Regions from separate parts of the Mus musculus genome. Here regions 1, 2, 3 and 4 are each linked to region 5. A link is a contact called in public Hi-C and HiChIP or PLAC-seq data. All regions are on one chromosome and are shown on one strand. The core of a region is the stretch at or near the end of the contact, and the rest is flanking DNA. Distances in the headings are between cores, read along the strand shown.

Region 1 (5,005 bases), core at 528-3,027, 560 kb after region 5:
TTTCAGGAGTCATTCTACAAACCACTGAGCCCACCCTGGTTCCATATAGCAGTGGGTTTGGAAACACTCCAGGCAACAGGCTAGAGTATCAGAAGGCTGACTTCAGCAGTTGTTCTTCTCCCAGTCCTGCTGTCCTACACCACCTAGCTCATCTGTCAACAATGTGTTGTATTTCTCCTCTGTATGCATGATGTGTGTGTTTGCTTGTGGGGTATATATATGTGTGGTATATATATATGTGTGGGTGACCATTTCAGCATACACATGTAGGGACCACAGTTGACATGAGTGTCTTTCTTGATTGCTCACCCTTTATATATTAAGGCACAGTCCCTCCATCAGATCCAGAGCTCACTGCTAGTCTAGCCATCCAGCTTGCTCCTGAAATCCTGTCTCCACCTCCCCAGCACTGAGATGACAGTCAAACTGCCACATCCTGGACTCTAAAAATGCTAAAGCAACAACTTGATCCACTGAGTTATCTCTCCAGCCTCTGCTTGTATTTTTAAATCAAATACTGCAGAGTATTTTGAAAGGAAGGAGCCCAAGTGGAAAAGAATAGCGATGAATAACATTGTTGGGTAAATAATAGTACTGCTGAGTCATAATAACAGTCCTGCTGAGTCATACTAACAGTCCTGCTGAGTCATAGTAACAGTACTGCTGAGTCATGGTTCTGTGAGGTGAATAACAGTGCTTGTGAGTGAGTGATATTACTAGTGAGTGGTAGCATTGTCATAGAGATGTGAGGCCCTTTTTTATGAAAAATAAATGACAGGCAAGTAGAAAATATGTGTCAAAAGATAAAAGAGAACTGCCTACAAAAGAACACAGAACATAGACTAGACCATTCTATATCAAAACAAATGTAAAGACTAAGAGTGTAGTTCAGTAGTTGACCACTTATCTAGTATATAATGTTTGGGTTTAATCTCTGTACTACAAAAAAAAAGTATTAATATAGCCATACGCAGAGGAAAAAAAGAAAACATTTCCAGCACTATGTCTAAAATCAAATATCTGTTAGTTAAAAAGAAAAGGGAGTTGCCATGATCAGTGACATACAAAAAGCCAGGTGCTATCACTCACCACCCAGGCTCTTGGAGGACAGATAGGAGAATCCTGGCTTCCTGCCAGCCAACCTAGGCACCCGGACAAGGCCTGGGTGTCAGGGAGAGACTCTCTCTGGAAAAAACAAGGAAGGTGATCCTGAAAAGAGATTCCTGATGGACCTGTGACATATACACGCTCAGGTGTGCACACATATAGATATAAAGCCAAAACCACAAAGGAAATGTCTTCATTTTGTAAAAACACAAACGAACTAGACAGATGTCTTCCCCTAGCAATAGACAGTACCACCGTATGCAAATAAGAGCAAGATTTCCCCCTCAGGTTTTTAACCCTAGAGGATGAATTTATTTGACTGCTTCTCGAAGCAGTATGGCTGGTGACTTGTCAGGCTTCATGCAGAATGCAGTAAGGCACAGCCTTGTGACTGCAGGCTGTTTGATTTAGTCTGCACAGATATTTGAACCTTGACCTTCAACCTTTCACTGCCCACCCTCAAAGTCTCTCTGACAGGAGGAGGTCACTGCAGGGAGCCTGAACCTCCCCCCATCCCCCCACCCCCAGCAGCAGTGCATAACTACTCAGCAGGGCACGTGGACTGCAGCCTCCTGCTACAATATTTACATCCTATTCCACTGAGATGGCCCGTCTCTGCTCACATGACCCAAATGCAGTTCTCACTCCACCAAGAACAAACAGCCAGCACGCAGTCTGCGCTGGCGGCTTTGCACATGCTCCGTCTGGCCCTGTGAATCTCACTCACTCATTGAGGTTTCTATTGGTTTAAAGCGACCTTCCAGTCGCCTCAGCCGAAGCTCTGAGATCTGCAGCATTTTCCTGGCCCAGATCCAAGGCAGGCACCCCCGTGAAGGCTGTCTTATTTTAGGGTTTGGGATGTTTTGTCTGTCTGCTTGGGGGAAGGGTATATAATACTCACACGTCAGTGTTGATGGTGAATGGGATTCTGAGAGTAACACTTCCTCCCCTGCAGAAAGAGTGTTTTTTATGTCTTTGCAAAGGTAGCCTTGAAGGCGCCCGGCAGATCTAACACACACTTAATTCTACAACGGGAGCTGACGCCAACGATGCTGAAGCTGACTGACGTTGGCTGCAGTGTGTGAAATGGTGTTTTCTCCTCTCCAGAGCCCTGACTGGGTTTTTTTTGCCGTTCTGATGGTAAACGATGAGACAGGCTACCATGGATTTCAGCACCTCTTCTGTGTTTGATCAGCACAAAGGTAACACGATGTTTTACCACTCCAATGGCGAAGAGATTTCCAGTTTGTAAGGAGAAGAGGAAAGGTGTGTGTGTGTGAGTGTGTGTGTGTGTGTGTGTGTGTGTGTGTGTGTGTGTGTGTGTGTGTGTGTGTGAAAACAAACCTGGTAAGGACTTGATAAGCTTTTAGGAAAAGAAAAGAAAAAAAAAGCTTACGGGCTTTCTGTCTTGCGGATGTATTCCTAGTCCTACTCTTTGGTTTGAGACATATCAGCTACTTTAGATAGTATCATCTTTATGTCATGTCATAAAGTATGTTAGAGAAAGCAATATCAGAATGCATACCGGGCCTCTTTCAGCCCGTAAATCTCATATTTCGTCACTTCAGCCATCACGAGGCACTGTGGATTCCCCTCCAAGAGAGACCTGACCCACAGACGGGTCCTGCTGATGCCACACCTCGTTCAAGACCGTGCAGTGACTTAATACTGTATTATTTAATTGCAATGGCAGAGTGGGTTTTTTCCCCCTACCCTTCATTTGCATACAGAAAGTCATCCTTCCACGGGCCAAGTAGGCTGTGAGATTCATTGCCATCATCAGACTCACAGCCTGTCAGTCTGTGTGAGTGTGGCTTTGCATGTGCTGTGTGCCTCCACACATGTATTTGTCATCTGTGTAATTAGACCATTTTTTCTATGTACGATGGAGGGGAATTCCCACACTTTAAATACAGCAGACCTTCCCAGAGCCTTTTAATGAAACGTACGGCATCTAACCCACTCGCCGCACTAGGATTCTGCAGCTTCTCAGAGCTTGGTTAGTTTCTTTCTTTCAGCTACACTATGAAATGGTGGCTTGCGGAAGCCTCATTAGCAATAGCCATTTCTTCTTTCTTTTTCCCAATTATCGATGCTTCAAGGCAAGGTCACCTCCTCTAGATCTGGCTTCGTGGCATGGGTAAATGATGTTTGCTCAATGGATTTCTCAAATAATAACATAGATTTAGATTCCTGAGGCAGATAGAGTCTTCTCCAATTCTTGCTCAGAGAGGGGGTAAAGAGGGAGAGAGAGAGAGAGAGAGAGAGAGAGAGAGAGAGAGAGAGAGAGAGAGAGAGATCGATCTTGAGAACATCTTGATTCACACTGAGTCTGTAGACAGGCACCACAGGAAGGGGGCTTACTGTAGTTCCCCCACCACCACCTCCTCTCCTCCCTGTACGTTTTGTTCCACTGATGGCAATCAGCAGAAGTGAGAGCTCTGCTTAGAATCAAGCTGCTTGTGCTGGTTAGAGAAGAGTGTTGCCAAGCCGCAGAATCACAGAGAAACACGGTGGTCATTTGGGAGACTAATCTGAGGGAGCAGGGACTGACTGCAGAAGAACAAGTCCTTCAAAACAAATGTATCTGTGCCAGCCTGGCTCTTTCTATCTGGAGTGAGCTTGGGAAATAACTAAAGTGCTGGTTTAGAATATTTTCTTGCAGCATCTTTTGTGGGAGCAATTCAGGGCAATTCTTCTACCTGATTCTTCCCATAATATTAACTCTAACTCTCTCTCTCTCTCTCTCTCTCTCTCTCTCTCTCTCTCTCTCTCTCTCTCCATCTCTCCATCTCTCACTCCTTTCTCTCTGATGGCAGCAGAGGTTTACACATTCATAGCTCTGAAAAGCAAATCAGTTCAGCTTTTCAGGCTCCACATTTTATCTGACCTCTCTGGACCTTCGCTTCCTTTGCAGTAAAATGATGGAAAAGCTGTTCACTGCAAAGATACATAATGGCATTTAAGCAGTTGCCCCCTTGTTGAGGCCCGGTGTTCCAAATCATGGCTGTGGCTGTTGCTGGTGATTTTAGTACCACTTGATCATCCCCTTGACCTCTAACTTAAATGTAACCGTCTCACTGAGGAGGTTCAGTTGCTGTTGGGTGGACTAGATTGCATACCTTCTTCAGTCAAAACCCCAAGGGGGCCTCTCAGAGTAAGTTCTGAGAGATAGTTGACAGAAATGATACCCACATAGTTCTATCACCACTCCCCAAGCCTTCCCCCACTGTAAAAGCACGGGAAAGCCTCATAACTTTTAAGGCATGAGTAGACTTCAATGTTATCTCATTTAGCAAACTATGGTTAAATGACTAAAAAGGTTGAGAAATTGAGCATGATTGCTTCCCAGCCTTTGACCTAAGATGAAGTGAGAGTGGCTGTTCTTACCAGTTTATTATCTGATATGACAGGGAGGTAAAATGAGAGCTTGCTTCAGCCACTCGGTGCATCGGCCTGGTATTACGGTATCTCCAGGAATGGTACAGTCCAGGGGATCGAGAGGGGGAGAGAGAGACAGAGAGAGAGAGAGAGGGAGAGAGAGAGAGGGAGAGAGAGAGAGAGAGAGAGAGAGAGAGAGAGAGAGAGAGAGAGAGAGAGATGGGCTGAGTGTGGAACTTGAGGGAAGGGATCTACTATGAATTGAAGCCAACAGCACCAGATTCGCATGTATATGTCGACAAGACATATCTTCTGGAAGCAGCTTAAATATATTTTGTAAACTTTCTCTAGGAATAAATAGACAAATGTCTACCTCCTCCTAATAGTCTACCAAGACTGGGAGAACCAATGACCTTATTGGGCTTGTTTACTGAATAGAGATGAGAAATTACTCACGAGATCATGAGTGACCCCCAAGCTGCCATACTACCCCAAAATCTCACCCCAATAGAGATAA
Region 2 (4,564 bases), core at 589-3,088, 700 kb after region 5:
TACTCTGAAGTGTATTGAAGAAATTTTCTAACATAATATGCATTTATCTGTCCCGCTATTCAAAAAACAAAAACAAAAAAAAGTCTCAAAAAAATCTAATCATGGCAGCAAATTTACAGTTCCTTGGAAGAATGAGATGGAAAAATAGTGACCATGAGGCCACCATGGGCTCCATAGCGGGGTCCTAGAACAACAGCAACAACAAAAGAATCTATCGTTTCCTCACCCCCTGACCCCATTTGCTCCTCAATCTCGCAGCAAGAAGAGGATAAAATGTTGCCGGGACTCAGCAAGATGAAAAGCACATGAAGAATCCACTTTCACACTGCTGAGGACCAGTTTCACCCAGCTCTGAAGAAAGGGCAGGAGACAGAAGTAAGACTGAGCAAAGAGACCTGCGGAGACAGGTCAAGAGAGACTGTTCTCCAGGGAAGACAGACAGAAGAGTCCCCACCCCCACCCCCCACCCCTGGGGTGGACCCTGCTGAAGCAACCAGAGCCTGGGAGGAAGCAAAGAGAGAGAAAGAGAGATGAGAAACTGTCTTCAGGCAGGCAGCGTTCCTGTAAGTTTGTGTTGCTGTCACTCCTCCCCAGGCCAAATGCTTGGCACAGGCACCTGGGTTGTCCTCAGCCTGAGAAAGCAGAGGAAGACGACGGGAGGGTGAAGTGCACACGGTGGGCAGTCATTTCCTCCCATCGCTCATGGTCAGATGCCATCTAAGCAGACTGTGGGGACTCCCTTGGTCTTTCTCTTCCCAGACACTGTAAGAGCCACGCTTCCTTTGAGGCCACCCTCCACCTCTGCTTTAAGTACAATGCTGTCTGCCTTTCTCTTCGTGAGATCTAGTTGGTAAACAACAAAGATGAAGGCCAGCAAGTAGAAAAGGCATCTAATCTCAAGCTGCAATACTGAAATGAATCTGTCTGCGGAGGTTCCATTCCAGGAAGCAAAGAAAGAAGAGAGAGAGAGAGACAGAGAGAGACAGAGAGAGAAATCCCCTGAAGTCCTTGCCCAGGGTCCCCTGAATCTAGTAATAAGCGAAAGTGTGTCATCTTCGGGTTCTAGGGATAAGCTTTGCTTGAATGGTGCAAAGCTGGGACTGTTATCTGATCTTTCGAAGGAGCCCGTTGTCATCACATCACAGTGGCTCAGAAAACCCAGAGGGACAGAGCTGAATTTTGAGTCCAACACCCAGCTGTCACCTCCTTTTTTTTTTTTTTTTTTTTTTGGTTTATCTCCTTCCTCCCAAGGCAGCTAGAAACACAAATCCCAGAAGGTGATCGTAGATGAGGTTTGACAGATGGCTAAAAATGCAAGTGAGGGGTCCATCCTAGATGGTGGTGGTACAGGCCTCTAATCCCAGCCTTCGGGAGGCAGAGGCAGGCGGATTTCTGAGTTCGAGGTCAGCCTGGTCTACAGAGTGAGTTCCAGGTCAGGGAAGGTTATACAGAGAAACCCTGTCTCAAAAAACCAAAAAAAAAAAACCAAAAAAAAAAAAAAAAAAAAAAAAAAAAAAAAAAAAAGAAGCTAACTAGAGATCTAGAGATGCATGCTAATAGTAAAGCTCCAGCTGTGCACCAATACACACACACACACACACACACACACGTGCACGCACACACACGCACACACACGCACACACACACGCACATACACACACACACGCGCACACACACACACACACACACACACACACGCACACGCGCACACACACACACACACTCAAAGCTCAAGTACTACAGCAAAGTCAAAAACAGGAAGTGATGTAAGAGAGCAGAGCCCGACCAAAGACTTGAGTGTTTTGGTGGAGGGTGGGCGTGTATGAGCTCCTGGGAGTATTTCATTCTCTCTCATGCCTCTGCGTCTCTGTGTGACTTGCTTCATCTTTAAAGATGCAGAGGGATCCCTGGCTAGGGTCTCACGTGCCATCGTTCTAAGTTCTTACCTCACAGCTCACTATCCTATCTCCTGTGACCATGTGGCTGGTTTCTCTCACCGCTGAAGGCCTGGCCATGTTCTGATGTAGCTAGGACTGTGACTATTGAGTATTCCCTAGTGTACCTTGTCCTGACGAGTGAGGTTTCATCCATTTAGACATTAAGGAAGCAGCTGTATCTTCGTGGCTAAAAGAAAAACGTGGGCTGGAGAGATAGCTCAGCAGTTTAGAGTCCTCGCTGTATAATTATGAAGGCCAGAGTTCGGATCCCAGTACCCACAGAACAAGCAGGGCATTGAGTACATATCTATAACCCAAGCACTAAGAAGGCTTGCTGAGGCTGGTTGGATTTCAGTATAGCTGAGAAATTGTGGGCCTCGGGTTTGAAGAGAGAGAGAGAGAGAGAGAGAGACCCTGCCTCAAAGGCACAGAGTGATCAAGGAAGATATCTTCTGGTCTCTGCAGCATGTGCAATTAATTATATGTGCATGCACACATACCCGCACGATAAATAAATCACTAAAAAGCTGGGCGTGGTGACGCACGCCTTTAACCCCAGCACTCGGGAAGCAGAGGCAGGCAGGCAGATTTCTGAGTTCGAGGCCAGTCTGGTCTTCAAAGTGAGTTCCAGAACAGCCAGGGCTACACAGAGAAACCCTGTCTGGAAAAACCAACCAAACAAACAAAAACAACAAAAAAAAATCACTAAAATAACAAAAGGATGGCTTTAACATGAGAATAAATAGCAAAACTCCCACAAGGATGCAAATTCACAGGCAGCTAATCCTAAGATTTTCAATTATTGTGTGACTCGGCAGTTAGACTTGTTACTCTTCACGGAAACCCATGTTGGATTCTCGACGCTCATCTGGCGGCTTACAACCATCTGTGGCTCCAGTTCGAGGGATCTAATATCTCCTTCTGCTCTGCTGGCACGAGGTATGCACAGAGTACAAATACATACGTGTCAGCAAAACACCCATACACACACACACACACACACACACACCCATATACACACACTCACACACACATACACACACACATACACACACATACACACACACACATACACACACTCACACACACCCATATACACACACTCACACACACTCACACACACACACATACACACACACACACCCATACACACACACTCACACACATACATACACACACACATACACACACACACACACACACCAATGATTGTAAAAGCGTCTCTTAACAAACTCTAGGGCTGCTGTTCTTAATAATCTTGTGACTTTGGCACTTTATTTAATGATGAATTGCACTTTATTTATTAATATTAATGAATAAGTACGAGAGGCATTTCCTTGACAGGCAAATGTGAGGGAAAACCCCCTCCCTGTTTCCCCAGCAATTTTTAATTTTAGGTCCATCTCTATCCATGATCAGAACATATTGAATGAAAAACATCTATTTTCAAATAAAATTAGTTAAGAAAAGGATAGTCCCATTTTTTTTTTGAAGGTACACTAGTCGTTGTGTGAAAACTTTGATAATTTAAAATAGTTCCAGTCTAGGTCATTTTGATTTTTTAAAAAAATTATATTAGATATCTCTTTTATGGAAAGAAAACAAGACTTTTACTTAGCCAGACTTTTTAGAGCACCCTGGATGACTTCCATTGTAAAAACGTGGCATTATGCAAAACATCTAGAAAGAGTGTACAGGTGTTACTAACAACATGCACTTCTCAGTCCAGGAGCTGTGGAGCCCTCAGCGCTCTCGCTAGAACGGAGATCAGATGCTGGGCCATCTCACCCAGGAGCAGTCACCCAGGGCCAGTTACAGTTTACCTGCCAACCACCAGAAAATCGTTAGCCTTTTTTTGTTTGTTTTTTTTGTAGGAAAAAAAACGTAGGTGAAAATTGGACCAAGACTCAAAGGCTGAAACAAGTCAGACATTTTGTAAGATGAAACCGACCCAGGTACAACCTCTAAGATTAGGGCTTCCAGGTCCCAGCAGCGCATGCAGGTATTGTGGATTCGTTCTTTAGGGTTTTTCTTTTGTTGTTGTTTTGTGGTTTGTTTTTAATTTTTTTTCAAGTTGAGAGAAAATGAATATGGCATAAAGCAGCCATTAACTGCTTGAAAGCATACCATTTCGTGCCATTTAGTACATTATGTTGCGTAACCCTCCCTGCTATTTCCAAGGAGTCCCATTACACAAAAGCACACTCTTTACCATTACGAAAGCACACTAGGGGATACTTTAAGACTGTGTATTCTAAGATGCCATATCCAAGAGACTGTGATTCTGCGGACCTGGAAATGTGTCTCCAAACTTCTTGGATAGCTCATTCCTAGGTATTTCTCCAAGCGAAAGGAAAATGTGTTCATATTATGAGCTATGGTGTAGCTTCATTCACAGTCATCTCAAACTGGGACTATCTAAATTGTCTTTTAGTTAGGTAATATTTGAATAAGCTGGTATTGTCACACAATAAGTCTTGATACTCATGGGAATCAAAGCCAACAAAGGTGGTTCTCCATTTGCATTTTATTAAGGCCTGGAATAATTAGAACCCGTCTGTATACTACTTCCTGTGACATTCTGGAAAATGCAAGACTACAGTGACAAAGAACAGATTCTTTTCAAG
Region 3 (4,812 bases), core at 736-3,235, 530 kb after region 5:
GAAACCCTGTCTCGAAAAACAAACAAACAAACAAAAAAGAATGTACACAAATTATAAACCACTGCGTGAAAAAGTTCACTATCACTCGTCGTCAGGAAATAACAAACAAAACCAGCGATATCAGTAAAAAATAGCCCTTATGAAAATGATAAATGTAACAAAGAGAGGTGTGGAAGAAAGAGAAGTTGTGTATACTGTGGGTGGGAATGTCAATAAGACACTGTGCAAAGCAGTGTGGTGGCCCCATCAGAAAGCCAGAAAGAGACTTACAAAACGGTCCTGCAACCAGACCTCTCTCTGGATAACTAAAGGAAATGAAAGCAGTCTATCAAGAAGCATCTTCATGCCAGTGTTCACCACAGCACGACTCATGCATAAGACACCAAAATACATGTGCTCTGTGGAGTGCAATTCAGCCATAGAAATAATGTAATCTTGTCATTTGCAAGAAAATAGGTGAAACCAGAAATCATTGTGCTAAGTGGAAAAAAAGAAAAAGAAAGCAGGCACAGAAAGGTAAGTACCTCAGTTAGCTTAGGGTGGCTTAGGATGTGAGGACCGAAGTGCACGGACCCAATCCTTCTGTTTACTGCTCTTCCTGTGGGTGCAGTAGTAGTAGTAGTAGCAGCAGGGGCAGCAGCAGCAGCAGCAGTTGGCTCCAGCTTTCAGAGACCCCAGAACCAGCCTTTTCATGCCCCTCTGAGAAGCCAGCCTTAGATTGGTGATTCCAGAAAGCTTTACTCAGCCCTGGATTATCCTCAGAGCAACAACTCCACCTCTTGACTTCTGTTTCTCCAGGCCTTCACTGGTCGTTGATTTCTTCGTTAATTCTTTTCCTAAAGCTAACTTCAAGTCCCATAGATCAGTTTGAAGTACTCAGCTCAGCAGACAGGCATCATCACACACACCTTTAATTCCAGCACTCAGGAGGTAGATGCAGGTAGATTTCTAAATTAGAGGACAGCCTGGTCTCCATAGTGAGTTCCAGGCCAGCCAGGGCTACATAAAGAGAGCCAATGAGTTGCCATCTGTATTTGGCCATCTTCCCAAAACACCCAGAACACCACCAGGTCTATAATGTCTTTCAAATCACTTAATTACAACAATAAAAATGTAGATTAAAATGCTCCCTGTGAATAAAATGCTCTAAACATTACACTCCAGCAGACTCGTTGACCATGTCTCCCAGCAACTTTGAAGGAGCGGCAAGGATGATCATCTATGCCTGTGAAACTGTCTCCCCTAAGCAAAGCTGATTTTATGGGTTTAAATTCTTGCGTTGTACAAACATGAGCAAACATACATTGTTCAATGGTCCCTGATGTGACACAAAGGAGAAAGATAGCCACTCTTTCCTTCTGATGGTGTCCCTCAACTTCACTCCCCCCCCCACACCACACACACACACACACACGCACACGCACACACACACACACACGCACACGCACACACACACACACACGCACACGCACACGCGCACGCGCACGCGCACACGCACACATACACACACTTTGTAGAAACAATAATGCCTCTTTCTAAAGAGGTTTGAGATTTTTCTCAAGGTCTAAGATTAGGATTAGAAAGGGAAGGAGGTCACGTGGCTTTGTGGGCCATTTAGCACCATCGCCTAACCATTAAAAATTCTACAGGAAATTTTGACTTAATGTCTTCTTTGCCCTTGACAGGAAAATCACTTTGGGGGATTCTTGACTATAGTTTCTAGACCGATTTATCCTGGAAGATCCTTTTGATTCTCAGAGATTACCCCTCCTCTTTCACAGATGCCTTCTGGGCTGAGCAGCTAATGTATGTCGTCATCGATGTGCACGCAGATGTTTCGCAACCAGCTTTCAAACACTGCGGTTTATATCTAGAATCTAGAAAGCCGCCCCCCACCTCCTCCCAAAGACCTGTGTACTAAAGACTTAGTCAACTTGGCATTACTGGGAGATGACAAACGTTTTAAGAGGCCTAGTAGGAGGTTGTGTAGTCCTTGGGGCCCTCCTCTCTGCCTCTTCCTTTTCTACCACATTCTGACCACATGGTCAACAGTTGCTTTACCACGGCACCGTGATATGATTCTACCTTGCCTTGTTACACAAGTTCACATGCAATAGGACCAAGTAGTACCTCCAACCCCATGGCCAAAGCAAACCTTTCCTCTTTGTAAATTTGAACGTCTTTGGGTATTTTGTTGTAGTGACAGAAAGCTGGTTAACACAGGAGGAAGGTCCTGGCTTTCCACACTTGCACATTTTTATGGCCCTAACAATCCTAACAATGGATCCTGTCCATCTATCTATCCCCGTGATATCCCTTAGGTAGGCTGCAGAAAGAGATATATAGAGTTGGTTATCACAAGCTTATTCTGACCTGGATGCTTATAAACACTTATGAGCCAATTACACCCACCAATATCACTTAAGCAATGTGTTCAGGGTACCATGGAGATAAGGATTTAGGAAGCTAGGCTGGAGTCCTCCGTTCCAGGTGTTTGCACGCTTAAGCCAAGGAGATGATTTTTCTGTGTCCATGACTGCTCAGTGTCCTTGAGAGCCCTGTATCCACAATCTACAGAGGTACATGGGATAGGACGAGAACAAGTGGACAAAACTCAAAACTCTCAGTGTTTTAAAGTTGAAACCAATCTCCTCGCCAAGGCCCATGAGATCAGACACTTCTTTCTTCCCAGGCATCGGCTCTACCTGGTCAGAAATGTAAACTCCAAGAGAATTTAAACTGGCTTTCTGACTGTAGAGGGTTTGCAAGTTTGAGAAATTAAAGACAGAGCTAGCTATAGGCAAAGCCTGGATGCTCTCTGAGATGAAGCACCTCTGACCCCAACTGGCTGCTGCAGTGCACTGCATCTCTAGATGGCCAAGTCTCAGTGTGTAACCTGAAGGGCTGGATCTAGCCTGTGCACACCTTGACTTGGTTTTGTTATTGTTGATGATGATGTTATTGCTGCTGTTACTGTTGTTGCTGTTGTTGTTGTTGCTGTTGTTGCTGCTGCTGCTGTTATTGTTGCTGCTATTGTTGTACTTCTCAGGGTGGCAAACAATTCTGCTGCACTATACAGAAATGATCCAAGAGAAAGTGTGCTTGGTTTTCCATTTCTCACTCTCTGGTCCTTTTGCTGCCAAAACCCTAGATCCTCCTTCTCTGTTTAAGTCCTTCCTGAAGATTTCAGTGCTGGACATGAAATTTTGCCCACCAAGTTATTGGTCAGAGGGGCCCTGGAGGGATCCAGAACTATGTAGGCTGTTGTTTGATCTTGGTTGCCAACATAACTAAGTGGGGTTCAGGGGGAAGTTCTTTTGCTGAATACACCATACACTTTAGTTGAAAGACATCAAGAATTCAATCTCAAACTTATCAGGAAGTTCTCTTCCTGCTGGCTAGTTTTCATGGTGCTGGAGGGTGTTGGGAAGTTGGCTCAGGAAGAGAAAACAGTGGTCTTACCCACATGCTATGTGGTGTTACCCACATAACAACCTGCCAGCGCATTGTGCCCACTGATACATAATAGTTGTAGTGGTAACCAATCATGTTCTGATTGGATTTGAGACCTATTTCACTGGAGGGACTTCATATCTGGCACTGTAAACTGAGTTAAAAACTATGACTAGAGAGATCTAGATAGTTCCAGTTTTAGACGAGGGACTTAATGGTGTTTCCTGAAATGGTAATGTGTCAAGCTGCCTTCTCACTATTTATATTTACACTCATAGATTGTGCTGCTCTCAAGCTAGGTCAGAGAAGTTTCTTTTTGCCCTGATGCAAAGACTCAGATCTTGTAGAAGTGCTGTGAACAAGTGAGTGTGAGAATTCAGCAGTAGATGGTTCTTCTATATCACCTCTACTCACTCTCATCCAAGGCTCAAGGAAGACATGACAGACGAAGGTACGGGAAGAATGTAAGAGCTGTAGAATAAGGAGGGGCACTACGTTCCGTGAAGTGCTGCGTTCCTAACATAACAGAGTTGTTGCACACCTATTAACTCACAGCATCTCTGGCTGGCTACACAAGACCTGTATAAGATCAAGCCAGTCAAAGTCCCAGCATGGATGGAGAGGGGGTTACATGATGGAACTAACATTCCATTTCTAACATCGAAGCCACTGACAGATGATGGCTGTTGAGAGACAGAGTCACATTTGTGGGGGAAATGTAGCCAATAATAGATTGCCTGTGTCCTACTTTATGTCCCCATGCTTAGGCACTAATTGACGCTAGGGAGTTAGTTACTAGTAACATTAGTATTTATAATTAAAGAAGGCATGAAATTGGGAGGAGGGTGGGCTGGTGGCGTTCTGAGGTAGTTTGAGAGAAGTATTGAAGAGTGGATATGATTACAGTACATTGAATACATATATACGTTTTTCAAAGATTTAATACTATATCTCCTTCCACCACCTATTCTGTGACATCGTCACCCAAGGCACATACTTTCTTCTGATGTCCATGGTGAAGCTAAACCACTAAACAGCAACCAAGCAGGCCTGGGTCAGGCACTGACTCTCCAAAGGGGGCTAAAGCTTTCAGTGAAGTCTGAGGCCACAGAGCGCCGTATGGAGTTAGGATGCTCCATCTATGGGTGTGCTCAGCATCCGACCCATCCATCCAGTCTGGTGTTTCTATGACATCTCTCGCCCTGGTGCTCATGGTGCTGGTTCATCTCAGCTCTCCTCCCTCTGCCTCTCCTAAGTGCTGGGATCCCAGGCCGCCAACCTCACATTTCCCAGTAAGGCCTGACTGACTCCTCTTTGCTTCTTTAGGTGTCAGCTTTCAGCCACAAAACCCAGTCTCTC
Region 4 (4,816 bases), core at 2,001-4,500, 800 kb after region 5:
ATTTATGCTGTGACTTGGCTGCAGTATATTGATCATGATTGAGGTTGACATTAGCTTAGTCACAAATGAGGCCCAGCTGCTGGGCAGAGAAAGCTCACAAGGGCCAGAGTAGAGCACCCTACCAAGGAGGGACACTGAGGCAGCCTAAGGCTCACTGCAGGGAGAAATATAAGATATTGAAGACGAATGTCTTTCCCCACACTGGCAAGAGCAGTCAGGACAAATGTACCTGCAGCCAGCACCCCCCCCCCACACACACACACACTCTCTATATCACAAAGAACAGACCTGTGCTCTCATCCAGTTGGCTAACACCCAGGGCTCAGTCTCCTTTCTGCTCCAGCCTCAAGTGACAGACATTGGCAGGCAGAGCCTATGGGATAGGTAGTGCTCCCTTGGCCTCAGAAGAATCTAGATTTGGGGTACAGACCTGCACAAATATGTCTTCTTGTTTGTGGGAATCCTCATGAGTCTGAGGGTATGGCCTTTAATCCTTCTCACACATATGGATCAAATGAATGAATGAGCCAGCCCTCCCCTGGGGCAGAGTTCTCTCTCATACCATGTGCCAGGATGGCACCTGCTGCTTTCTGTGGCCGATTGTTAAGACATTCAGTGTTAATCATGAACTCACTTTGGCTTTCTGAGGCCAAAAGTCACTGTTTTGATGCTAAGTAGAAGAAGGCCTCCTCCAACTAGAGATGTTAGAAGGACAATTTCAAACACACCTTTGTGACAAAGAGAACAAAAGACCAGTTGTCAGTAAAGTTCTTTTGACAAGAATCAAATATTAACTTTTTCTTTTTAGTTTTTCTTTTTCTTTAGCAACATTTCTCTTTAATTTCCTATTTAAATTTAATTTATTTCTATTGAAACCACTGGGGTTTTGGCTCCCTATCTAGCTGTCTTTTCCCTATATAACATGATAGATATTGATATATTTTCTTTTGTGTTATTATATTTTACAGAATAATGGGTTTCATTGACATCTCCAAGTATTACATATTATGTACTGATAGCTGTTGTGTTTGTCAGGGTTAGCTTCCAACTTCATCCATTTAGTCAGTAATTACTAGCATAACTATTAGCCTCCCCCCCCCATTATTCTGAGAAATAAAACAAACAAATAAGAAAAAAAATCAGATCCTCACTCACATGCTTCGTATATCCTGGGGTAGAAAAACTCACACGATAAACTTTGACAGGTAAGCTTTGACTTGTCAATTTGCCTGGACTAAGAGATACCTACAGAATGGCAAATACATGCATGCTATTGTGTCTGTGAGGGTGAGTCCAAAGAACTGACATGGGAGAACACTTAGGGGAGGGTCCACCCTAAACACAGGCAATACCATCTGATAGGCTGGCAATACCACTACCAGATGGGCTAAAAGTCGAAAAAGAGGAAGACGGTCAGTGCACCCAAGTTCTCTTCTCCCTGAGCACGAACACTGATTGCTGTGGTCATTATCCACAGATTTCCAACTTCAGCTTAGCCAGCCTTTGGACACAACTCTGAAGAGAGCTTCCAGGCATCCATCTTTAGACGGGGACTGCGGCCTTAACTCCTACTCTTGTTCTAAAGATTCAGACTTCTCAGACCGAGTGGCTACCGGGGTCCCTGCATGGTGAATGCCACTGCTGAAGAACCTAGCTTCCAATCACTTAAACCACATCACTTCTGTTCTCCTAGAGGACCCTAAGTAATAGAATAATGTTAAAAATACTTCAGATAAAATAGATGATCAAATAGAGTACTTAGGGCAAAGTGAAGGGAGGCTAGCCTCTTAATCTTCTATTTATTTATTTATTTATTTATTTATTTATGTATCACTTATTTAATTTTCCAGATAGGGTCTCATTGTGTGTAGGCTGATCTAGCCTTATATTTTAGACCTTCCTGTTTCAGCCTCCTGGGTGCGGAGACCGGCGTGCATCACCTTGCCTGGCTAGATCTAATCTAGAGTCTGCCCTGGATTTTGCAGAAAAGCAAAGGGAGATGCAAAGCTTTGAAGAGGGAGAGAAACCGAGTCAGAAAGTGATGGGAAATGAGGTAAGGGGAGGGTAGCTTGTATTTTGTTTAAAATATGAAGCTGTAACTGGTGAGTTCAGAAAATCTAGAACTTTAAACTGTGGCTGCTGTGCCTGAGTCGGTTCTAGAGGTCTGGGAGATGGTCATAAGACCACTGGCTGCTCTTGCAGAAGTCTAGCTCTCTCCACCCACACAGCTGCTCACGACTGCCTGCAACTCAACTCCAGTTGCAAGCGATGCGAGACTTTGTTCTAACCAGTGCAGGCATGTGGTGTACATAAGCTTACTCAGACACACACATATACACATTAATAATAATAATAATAATAATAATAATAAATAGTCGTTCATAAAAAGGAGAATGGGTTGTGGAGGACCCAGGAGGGAAGTAGAGTAGTCTGTCCTCAAATCTACGGAACAAGGAGAGAACTTTTAAGGGTCCAGCACGGGATTGTGCCTTCAATTTGATCCTGAGAGAAATTTTCATGAGCTGACACAACTTGTACCCAGTCTTCTGAAGCTGTAACATGATTTTTATTTTTTTTAAAAAAAAGTTATTTTAGAAGTTGTATCAAAAAGAATACCAAGAAGGCATTGTTAGGCTGCAGGACAGAACGTGTTATCTTGCTCATGGTTCTCAGAGCCACGGTCTACTTTAGTCTTCAGGAACATAAATAACAAGGGGCTTCTGAGATACATCAAGATGACTTTTTTGGTTTATAGTAGTTATTGCAAAACTTGTCAATGCTGCTTGAATTTTGATTGATTGACTGATTGATTGATTGATTGATTGATTGAGACAGGGTTTCTCCATGTAGCCCTGGCTGTCCTGGAACTCACTTTGTAGACCAGACTGGCTTTCCTCTTCTTTTCCCTCTGTCTATTACATGCCCTCAGCTTTCCTACTCAATTATTAAACTATTATATTTCACATTATATGTGATATCTAACAAATTTGTCTTGCTTTTCATGTTTTCAACGTAAAAGCTGATAAGTTGAATACACATAACAAACAAACAAAACGAAACAAAAGCCCCACCGCAGATGGTAACATTAAGTCCCTTGTCAGTGACCTCTGATCAACCAGTTGTTCCTTCCCAGGTTCTATTGCACAACTCCTGACATTTAGGAACTGGGCAGTGTGAGCTCAGGCAACAGCCTTTGACGTGGCTGAGGCTGAAGTGGATGTTGCTTGCTTCATCTTAAGATTATTTGTGGCTGCTTACCAGCAAGGATCAAAATGGCCTGTTGGTCTAACTCAGCCCTCCCTTTGCCAGCTCCTCAGTAACTCCTGGGAGGTGAGTGAGCCAGAGAGAGCAGGAGAAGCCATGCTCTGCTGCCCTCTGCTGGCTCTCCTTGCTCCTGTCAAATATTTCCAACCCGAAGTAAACTCCAGAATGAGGCCTGAAGCCAGTACTCACTGATTGACAATGTCTTGAAGTTTATTCTCACCCCGTTGGTACCTCCAGCTCTGGTGCTGGCCATGACCCAAACAGTATAAGAGGTCCTTCGTGTCAGAGACTCCAGGTCACACTGCAGGGCATGAGAGTTAACAGTCTTGGCTGAAAGGAAAAATAGAAACCGATCTAGTATAGCAAGCCAAACTGAAAATGTGTGTTCGCATTGACCCAGGGTGCCCTGACCTGCAATTCTAACTTCTCAACTTCCACTTAAAACAAGTCTACCAAGATGCATCAATGACCTAAACATAAGAGCTAAAAGTATAAAACCCTTCAAAAGCCCAAATAACTAATCCACAACTTTGAATTTATGGAGGGTTCTTATAAAATATGATACTCAAAGCACAAGCAACTACCCCAAACAATATTAAACTGAACTTCATTAAAGACAATCTAATGTTAAAATGGGTGATGAAGTTCTTTCTCTGAAGAAGATATGCAAGTGGCCAATAACTACAACAGACGAGTGCTTGATATCATTAGTGACTAGGGGAAAAAGTTTTCTAAATGAGATACCCCTGGGAAAACTCAGGCTGTAAGGTTAACCTATTTTATTTTGCAGTGAACGTAAAACCTCGTGCATGCTAGAAACATGCTCGGGCTCTGAGCTGCCTCCCCAGCCTTGTTACTTCTGTGAAATAATCTGAATAATAATCTATAGGCAGAGTCCGGTAGTTACCAGAGGCCATGGGAGGAGGGGCCCGGGAACAATTGATTAAAAGAACACAGAGCTTCCACATGGAGGGGGAGAAAAGAGCGGTGGTGGTTACACAATTTGGTAAATGTTCTTAAGATCACTGAACTATACACCTTCAAATATTTAGTACCAAGTTTTACATTACGTGTACTATAATGTAATAAAAATCAAATTTAGCCTAAACGGAAATCCAAGCCTAGCCCAGAGCTTAGGATGTCAGAAGATACTGTGGACTCAAAAAGAAAGCTCTGGGCAATGGGAGGTAGAACTTACACTTAAAGAGCTCTGCACTAAGACAAGTACCATCAAACAAGGGCTGTCCCTGCATACAAATCTACTCTTTAAGATGGGCAAATCCCACCCAAAACAATGGTCAGAAAAGTCTGAGGGGACCCACCCATTCTGTGACTGAGCAGGAGAGGTCCTATCAACTCCTCCCAGTCCTCCTCAGGACTTCTTTACACGTTTGTAACTCCTGAGGTAGTGCCCTCGATTCTATTTTCAGAGAAGCACAGAGAAGCTAAGTGTTTGGATGACTATGCCGGTCACAGCCCTGGAGCCACCTCTGTGTCAGGTCTATTCACATCATCTCGGGGATGGGGGGAGCGGAGGGGTGGACTGAGCTTG
Region 5 (5,111 bases), core at 2,091-4,590:
TAAGGGTTCCAGTCATTCAGTTAGATAAAGGAGCCAGGCCTGCTCCTGTAACTGTAAATGTAGCCAGGTAATCAGGGTTTTGCCAGTGGGAAACTCAAGCCAATAAATGGATGACTTATAAACTTAGCAATACTGAGAAAGGGGATACTAGTTTAGTGGTTAATATGTAAAACTATATTTCAACACAGATAAAATAATCAAATCATTTAAAATTTCTAAAGTAATCATTCTTGAAAGATAACGTTTCTCAACAAGTTGTAGACACTCAAGCTCGGTTACCCAACGGGCTTTGTGCTCAGTCACATGACAAAGAACAATCAGCCATTGTTGTACCTCCTGTCAAAAGCCCAGGCAGGCCAACTTACTGTCTGAACAATTGTCAACGTACTGTCCTATAACCAGAGGACTGTGAATTTCTGATATTAGCCATGTACTGCCATTCATTCTTCAAGGGCCAGGTTGTTCTCTCTCGCCTCAAGAAGAGTTGAGGGTATTAGCTAAGAGGGCGTCCTGTTGGATGTTAAAGAATCCAAAAACCACAAAATGAACCCTACAAGTGCGATTTCTTTTCAGAAGGTTTTGTCTACCAGGCAGGCAACTACATTCACATAGCAGCCTTTTAAATGGATTTTATTTAAAGTATAAATGCTTAAGCCACAATCACTATGGCAAATATAGTCCTACACCCTATGACTGAGGTTGAATATGGATATTTATTGCCTGAGTACAATTTTTGATATTCCTTTGTCATATCCATCAGTGACTACCCCATCCAGGCATCTAAAACTAAATCAGTTTCCAGTGGAGTGAAAAAAGATCGGGTCATACTTGTGATATGCTGCACCTATTATACAACACGGCAAAGGCACAGACACAACATGTGAAACTAAACTACCCCATAAGGACAATCTTACTTAAAAACCTAAATAGAAGTCTGTTTTAATCCCTCCATCTTTATGAATAACATTAGTTATGAGCATAAAATAATGAGTTTATTATGATACTTTAATACATGTTCTTTCATCTTCTTAAACAATTTATTTCCAGTCTAGAATATCATGTTTTTGTTTTTGTTTCTTTTTTTTTTCCCCCGAGACAGGGTTTCTCTGTGTAGCCCTGGCTGTCCTGGAACTCACTCTGTAGACCAGGCTGGCCTCGAACTCAGAAATCCGCCTGCCTCTGCCTCCCAAGTGCTGGGATTAAAGGTGTGTGCCACCACGCCCGCCTGAATGTCATGTTTTTGAAAGACTTGTTCCTAACAGATGATGAAGCACAGAACCAGCAGACCATAGAGAAGGCAGAATCTAAATTTTAATGATAATATGAACAACATTCTTTAGACTCAGTTTTACAAAGTTATATACACATATATATCCACACGCATATATTTATTTAGTCTAATTTGATATCCCTTGGATATTATTTTAAAAGTGTATTTTGCTAATGACTAGTATAGAAGATTTATGTGAGAACAAATGAATCTGACCTTCATGCTGTTTTTTTCTATAACTGGTAAAGGAGAAAATGAATATATATTGGGAAAGTCTCATGACCAAAAAATGCATTTATTGGGATGGAGAGATGGCTCAGCAGTTAAGAGCACTGGCTGCTCTTCCAAAGGTTCTGAGTTCAAATCCTAGCAACTACATGGTAGCTCACAACCATCTGTAATGAGATCTGATGCTCTCTTCTGCGGTGTCTGAAGTCAGGTACAGTGTACTTACATATAAATGCAATTATTCCATCACACATTATAGCATACTTTAACAGACAATGTAATTTATAAGGTTAATTATGAAATTAAAAGTCTGAAAACTTGGGTTTCAAATTCAAATCTTTATTTACTCTGACTACAGAGCTAGACCAGCAATCTTTGGCAATACTAACAGCTTTTTACCAGGATACATAGATTCTGTTTCTTGGGTATCAATCCTTCAGTGACAAGACAAATCTTCCTGTAGACACCTAAACCCAAGGTCATACAACGAATGTCTTCTGGTTTAAAGCCATTTGGTTGTTGATAGCCATTTTCAAACAGTCTCACCTTTTGATGCTGGACTCTCAGAAGGTGTTGATTTTTTGACTCAACTGGTTCTGGAAGCACAAGAAATTTGATGGCTTACTATGGTCGTTTAAAAATAGAGCCTGGGGAACCTTTGGTAACGTTCCTAGAACAACGTCACCTGTAATAATTTTATCTTTGGGTCTTTTGCAATGTGTTGAAGAATCTGAAAGTTTCTGTTTCCTACGCAGCAATCGACTAAAGTTCTGGATGATTCCTGGGTTATTGCCCTTAATGAACTAAGCTATGCTAAACTGAGACCCTAGAAGAAGCAATTCTTTGGGAGAGGTCAATGTTCTCTAACCCGCAACCATGAGCATCCAAGTAGCCAGTCATCAACATGCGTTTTGTTTTGTTTTGTTTTTGCAAAGAAACTTGGGCATGGAAATGCTAGGGAACGTGCCCGAGGTACTAAAGCTGTAAACGGAAAGATCAGAAGCAGACACGTAGCTCAGCTTTCCCTCGAACCATTCAATAGCTACTTGAATGTTTTCAAATAAGAATCTTCGTAAACACTTTTTCCCATAGGCGTGTCCTTTTCAAAGGCAAACTTAAGCCAAATTCACATCCCTTGTCATATAGTCTCTCCCGGGAGTGGTAATTTCTTCTTTGACTATATCACTCTTACTTCCAGAACTATTTTTTTTTTTTAACAAACTGTTGTTTCTGAACAAAAAGGAAGAAACTTTCTCTTGATATTTCTAAGGTAACGCCACACCCGAATTCACGTCTCCGTAGTGTGAAGCTTCGGGAAGGCGCTTGTGTCTGTCTCACTTTCAGCCGAGTCTTCCGCTGCATAGACTGCAGATCAGCAGCACGCTCACAAACGCCAGCCGTCACAGCCCACGGCGACCCACCCCGAGCAATCCATGGTTTTCTGCTCTTTTCTACGCGTTAATGAGACTAAGCCTTGACTTTTCCGAGGAAGTTCAAACTCCTAGGTCCCGGTTGAGGAAAGGCCACACCCCCACTTTGTAAGTTTCTATTTGCTCCTTTGCAGCATCCTTGTAAGGGCGGAGTTACTAAAGGAAAAAAGCGCGCGCGCGTGAGACCCAGCAGCGCGGCGCACACTGGGAAAGGGGACACAGGTCCCGCCCCCGTAAGGTGGGCATCTGCGTTACCGAATAGCCCCAACCCCCTCGGCGACCCTCAGCCTCAGGGCTCCGCCTACTTTGGGCTCCACCCACTTCAGGTTCCTTTCGCCTTAAACCTCGGGTTGTCCCAGGCTCCACCCACCTCAGGCTCCTCCTCTTAGGCCCGCCCACCGCAGAACTTTGGAAGCCCCCAGGCTCCACCCACCTCAGGCTCGGCCCCCCCCAAGGCTTGCTCGAGTCAGCCCAGGGCATCCCGGGGCTTCAAGTACTTCAGGCTCCGCCTCCGCGGCCCGCCCGCCTCAGCCCATTGGCTGGGCGTAACAGCTTTGGCAGCAGCGAGGGCTGCGTGACGTCGTGAGGTCCTGCCATTCCGTCCTCTCACTTCGGGTTGTAGGTGAGGCTTCTCACATTCTGGGGGGGACGAAGCGGCGCCATCGCCCCCACACACCCTGCAGGCTGCTCTGTGGTGCAGCGAGGAGGAAGGCGTGGAAGAGGCGCGTCGAATCCTCGCCCCGCTCAGTTAAGGGAGGAGCCGGGCTGCGCTGTCCCGCCCTCCGGGCCTCCGCCCAGGGTGTCCCACACCGCAAGGCTCCTGCAGCCCGGGCGCGCAGAGCTGGAGCAGCCTGCTCTCGCTGTGCGTTTGCGCTCTCATGGGTACAACGATCTTGGTTGTGCGCGAAGAGTCACTGGACTTCATGGCATCCTGGCCTCTAGGAACGCTCCCTGGGCGTGGGCCGCCTGGTTTCTTTCCCAGGGTTGTGCCTGCTGCTTGTAACGTCTGTCCTCAGCCTCTGCTTAGTCCCTACTCTCATGGGCTCCACTCAGCTGAACTCTTCTCGGCCAATTTCCAGCCTTAGCCTGGACCTCAGGCGCTTCTAAGAGCGAGCGAACCCATTCAAAGAGGCACACACACACTGATTTAGTTTATGCGTATTAGTGATTTACCTGCATGTATATATGTGCACCTTGTGGGTATCTGGTGTCCACGGTGTCCGCTGGAACCGGATAAATGGTTGTGAGCGACCATGTGGATGTTGGGAACAGAATCCCAAGGTAGCTGCATGAGTGTTCTTAACTAAAGTGATTTGTGAATATATAGACATAAGAACAAAATGCCCTGTTTGCACTTCATTCTCCTAAACAGCCGAAGGCAAGATTACCAGACAAAATGCTTTCTTAAGGAGCTTTTTAAGGTATAGTATATGATATTTCATAGTGGTGTATGATAAACCGCACACACTTAAAGTGAACAATTTGATAAATCTTTTGTCTATACACTAATCAAAATTAAGATTGTAAATGTATCCATCACTTTCAAAATCCTGTTAGAACCTTTCTTTAACCATTCTCATGTATTCTTTCATTCCCAGTCCCCAAGTGACCATTAAGCTTTCTGTCATTGGATTAATATGATCATGTTATATTATCCTTTATATTACTGGGTTCTTTTGGTAAGATATTTAAAGAAAATTTGCATATGCATTATGAGAGATATGGGTCTATAATCTTGTGTTTGATGTTATTTTATCCAGTTTTGGATAAATACTAGCCTCATGGAAGGTGGGAAGCCATTTCTCCATGGATGGTATTTGAAAGAACTTTAATAACTCACTCAATGCACAGGGCCAGCACCCATGTGTATCAATAGGTCGGGTGTCCACACGACAGATTCTGGAACTTTGGTTTCTTTTTAAAAGAAAAAAAAAACACGCACACAGAAATATTATAAGAATGTGTTTTGGAGGCTGGAGAGATGGCTCAGCAGTTAAAAGCACTGACTGCTTTTCCAGAGACCGTGAGTTCAACTCCCAGCAACCACATGGTGGCTTATAATCATCTGTAATGGGGATCCGATGCCCTCTTCTGGTATGTCTGAAGACAGTGAAAGTGTACTCACATACATGAAATAAAAAAATAATAAATCTAAAAACAACAACCCAAAAAGAATGTGTTTT

The links. Hi-C and Micro-C count contacts between places; a contact is called where the count stands out from the background. HiChIP or PLAC-seq counts read pairs in DNA pulled down with a chosen protein or histone mark.
Region 1: a contact with region 5 is called in a Hi-C map of B cells, with 14 read pairs. The contact joins the promoter of Ankrd55 here to the enhancer-like site in region 5. A contact is called at or near these places in 7 of 39 promoter capture datasets (the C10 cell line, cranial neural crest, frontonasal cranial neural crest and 3 more), 2 of 484 Hi-C or Micro-C datasets (B cells and nephron progenitors), 5 of 115 datasets of contacts at active chromatin or transcription factors (the 230-238 cell line, bone marrow-derived macrophages, regulatory T cells and 1 more) and 2 of 9 other capture datasets (adipose tissue and liver).
Region 2: a contact with region 5 is called in an H3K27ac HiChIP or PLAC-seq map of double positive thymocytes, with 3 times the contacts expected there. The contact joins two enhancer-like sites. A contact is called at or near these places in 4 of 115 datasets of contacts at active chromatin or transcription factors (CD4 single positive thymocytes, double positive thymocytes, large pre-B cells and 1 more).
Region 3: a contact with region 5 is called in a Hi-C map of bone marrow-derived macrophages, with 13 read pairs. The contact joins two enhancer-like sites. A contact is called at or near these places in 7 of 39 promoter capture datasets (the C10 cell line, the HPC-7 cell line, cranial neural crest and 4 more), 2 of 15 datasets of contacts at CTCF or cohesin (embryonic stem cells and large pre-B cells), 1 of 484 Hi-C or Micro-C datasets (bone marrow-derived macrophages), 16 of 115 datasets of contacts at active chromatin or transcription factors (the 230-238 cell line, Th17 cells, astrocytes and 10 more) and 1 of 9 other capture datasets (embryonic stem cells).
Region 4: a contact with region 5 is called in an H3K4me3 HiChIP or PLAC-seq map of bone marrow-derived macrophages, with 5 times the contacts expected there. The contact joins two enhancer-like sites. A contact is called at or near these places in 4 of 115 datasets of contacts at active chromatin or transcription factors (bone marrow-derived macrophages, embryonic forebrain, fibro-adipogenic progenitors and 1 more).

The regions. Positions count from the first base shown.
Region 1 is chr13:112,286,674-112,291,678 of GRCm38.p6, forward strand. It overlaps Ankrd55 (ankyrin repeat domain 55), which reads left to right and starts at 1,778. Exons shown (of 11, transcript NM_029898.3): 1 at 1,778-2,309. The coding sequence starts at 2,255.
Region 2 is chr13:112,425,908-112,430,471 of GRCm38.p6, forward strand. No RefSeq gene overlaps it. Among named protein-coding and RNA genes, the nearest start is that of Gm33905, 16 kb to the left of the region's middle. Within about 2 kb of position 1,839, at least 78 of the 459 cell types and tissues checked have an H3K27ac peak or open chromatin away from gene starts, as enhancers often do. A contact at or near this core is called in CD4 single positive thymocytes, double positive thymocytes and memory CD8 T cells, where this site is marked.
Region 3 is chr13:112,256,761-112,261,572 of GRCm38.p6, forward strand. No RefSeq gene overlaps it. Among named protein-coding and RNA genes, the nearest start is that of Ankrd55, 29 kb to the right of the region's middle. Within about 2 kb of position 1,986, at least 42 of the 459 cell types and tissues checked have an H3K27ac peak or open chromatin away from gene starts, as enhancers often do. A contact at or near this core is called in bone marrow-derived macrophages and hematopoietic stem and progenitor cells, where this site is marked.
Region 4 is chr13:112,526,826-112,531,641 of GRCm38.p6, forward strand. It overlaps Il31ra (interleukin 31 receptor A), which reads right to left. Exons shown (of 17, transcript NM_139299.2): 14 at 3,454-3,594; 15 at 635-728. Among named protein-coding and RNA genes, the nearest start is that of Il31ra, 51 kb to the right of the region's middle. Within about 2 kb of position 3,251, at least 33 of the 459 cell types and tissues checked have an H3K27ac peak or open chromatin away from gene starts, as enhancers often do. A contact at or near this core is called in bone marrow-derived macrophages and fibro-adipogenic progenitors, where this site is marked.
Region 5 is chr13:111,722,106-111,727,216 of GRCm38.p6, forward strand. It overlaps the pseudogene Gm15488. Among named protein-coding and RNA genes, the nearest start is that of Mier3, 38 kb to the left of the region's middle. Within about 2 kb of position 3,341, at least 391 of the 459 cell types and tissues checked have an H3K27ac peak or open chromatin away from gene starts, as enhancers often do. A contact at or near this core is called in the 230-238 cell line, B cells, CD4 single positive thymocytes and 11 more, where this site is marked.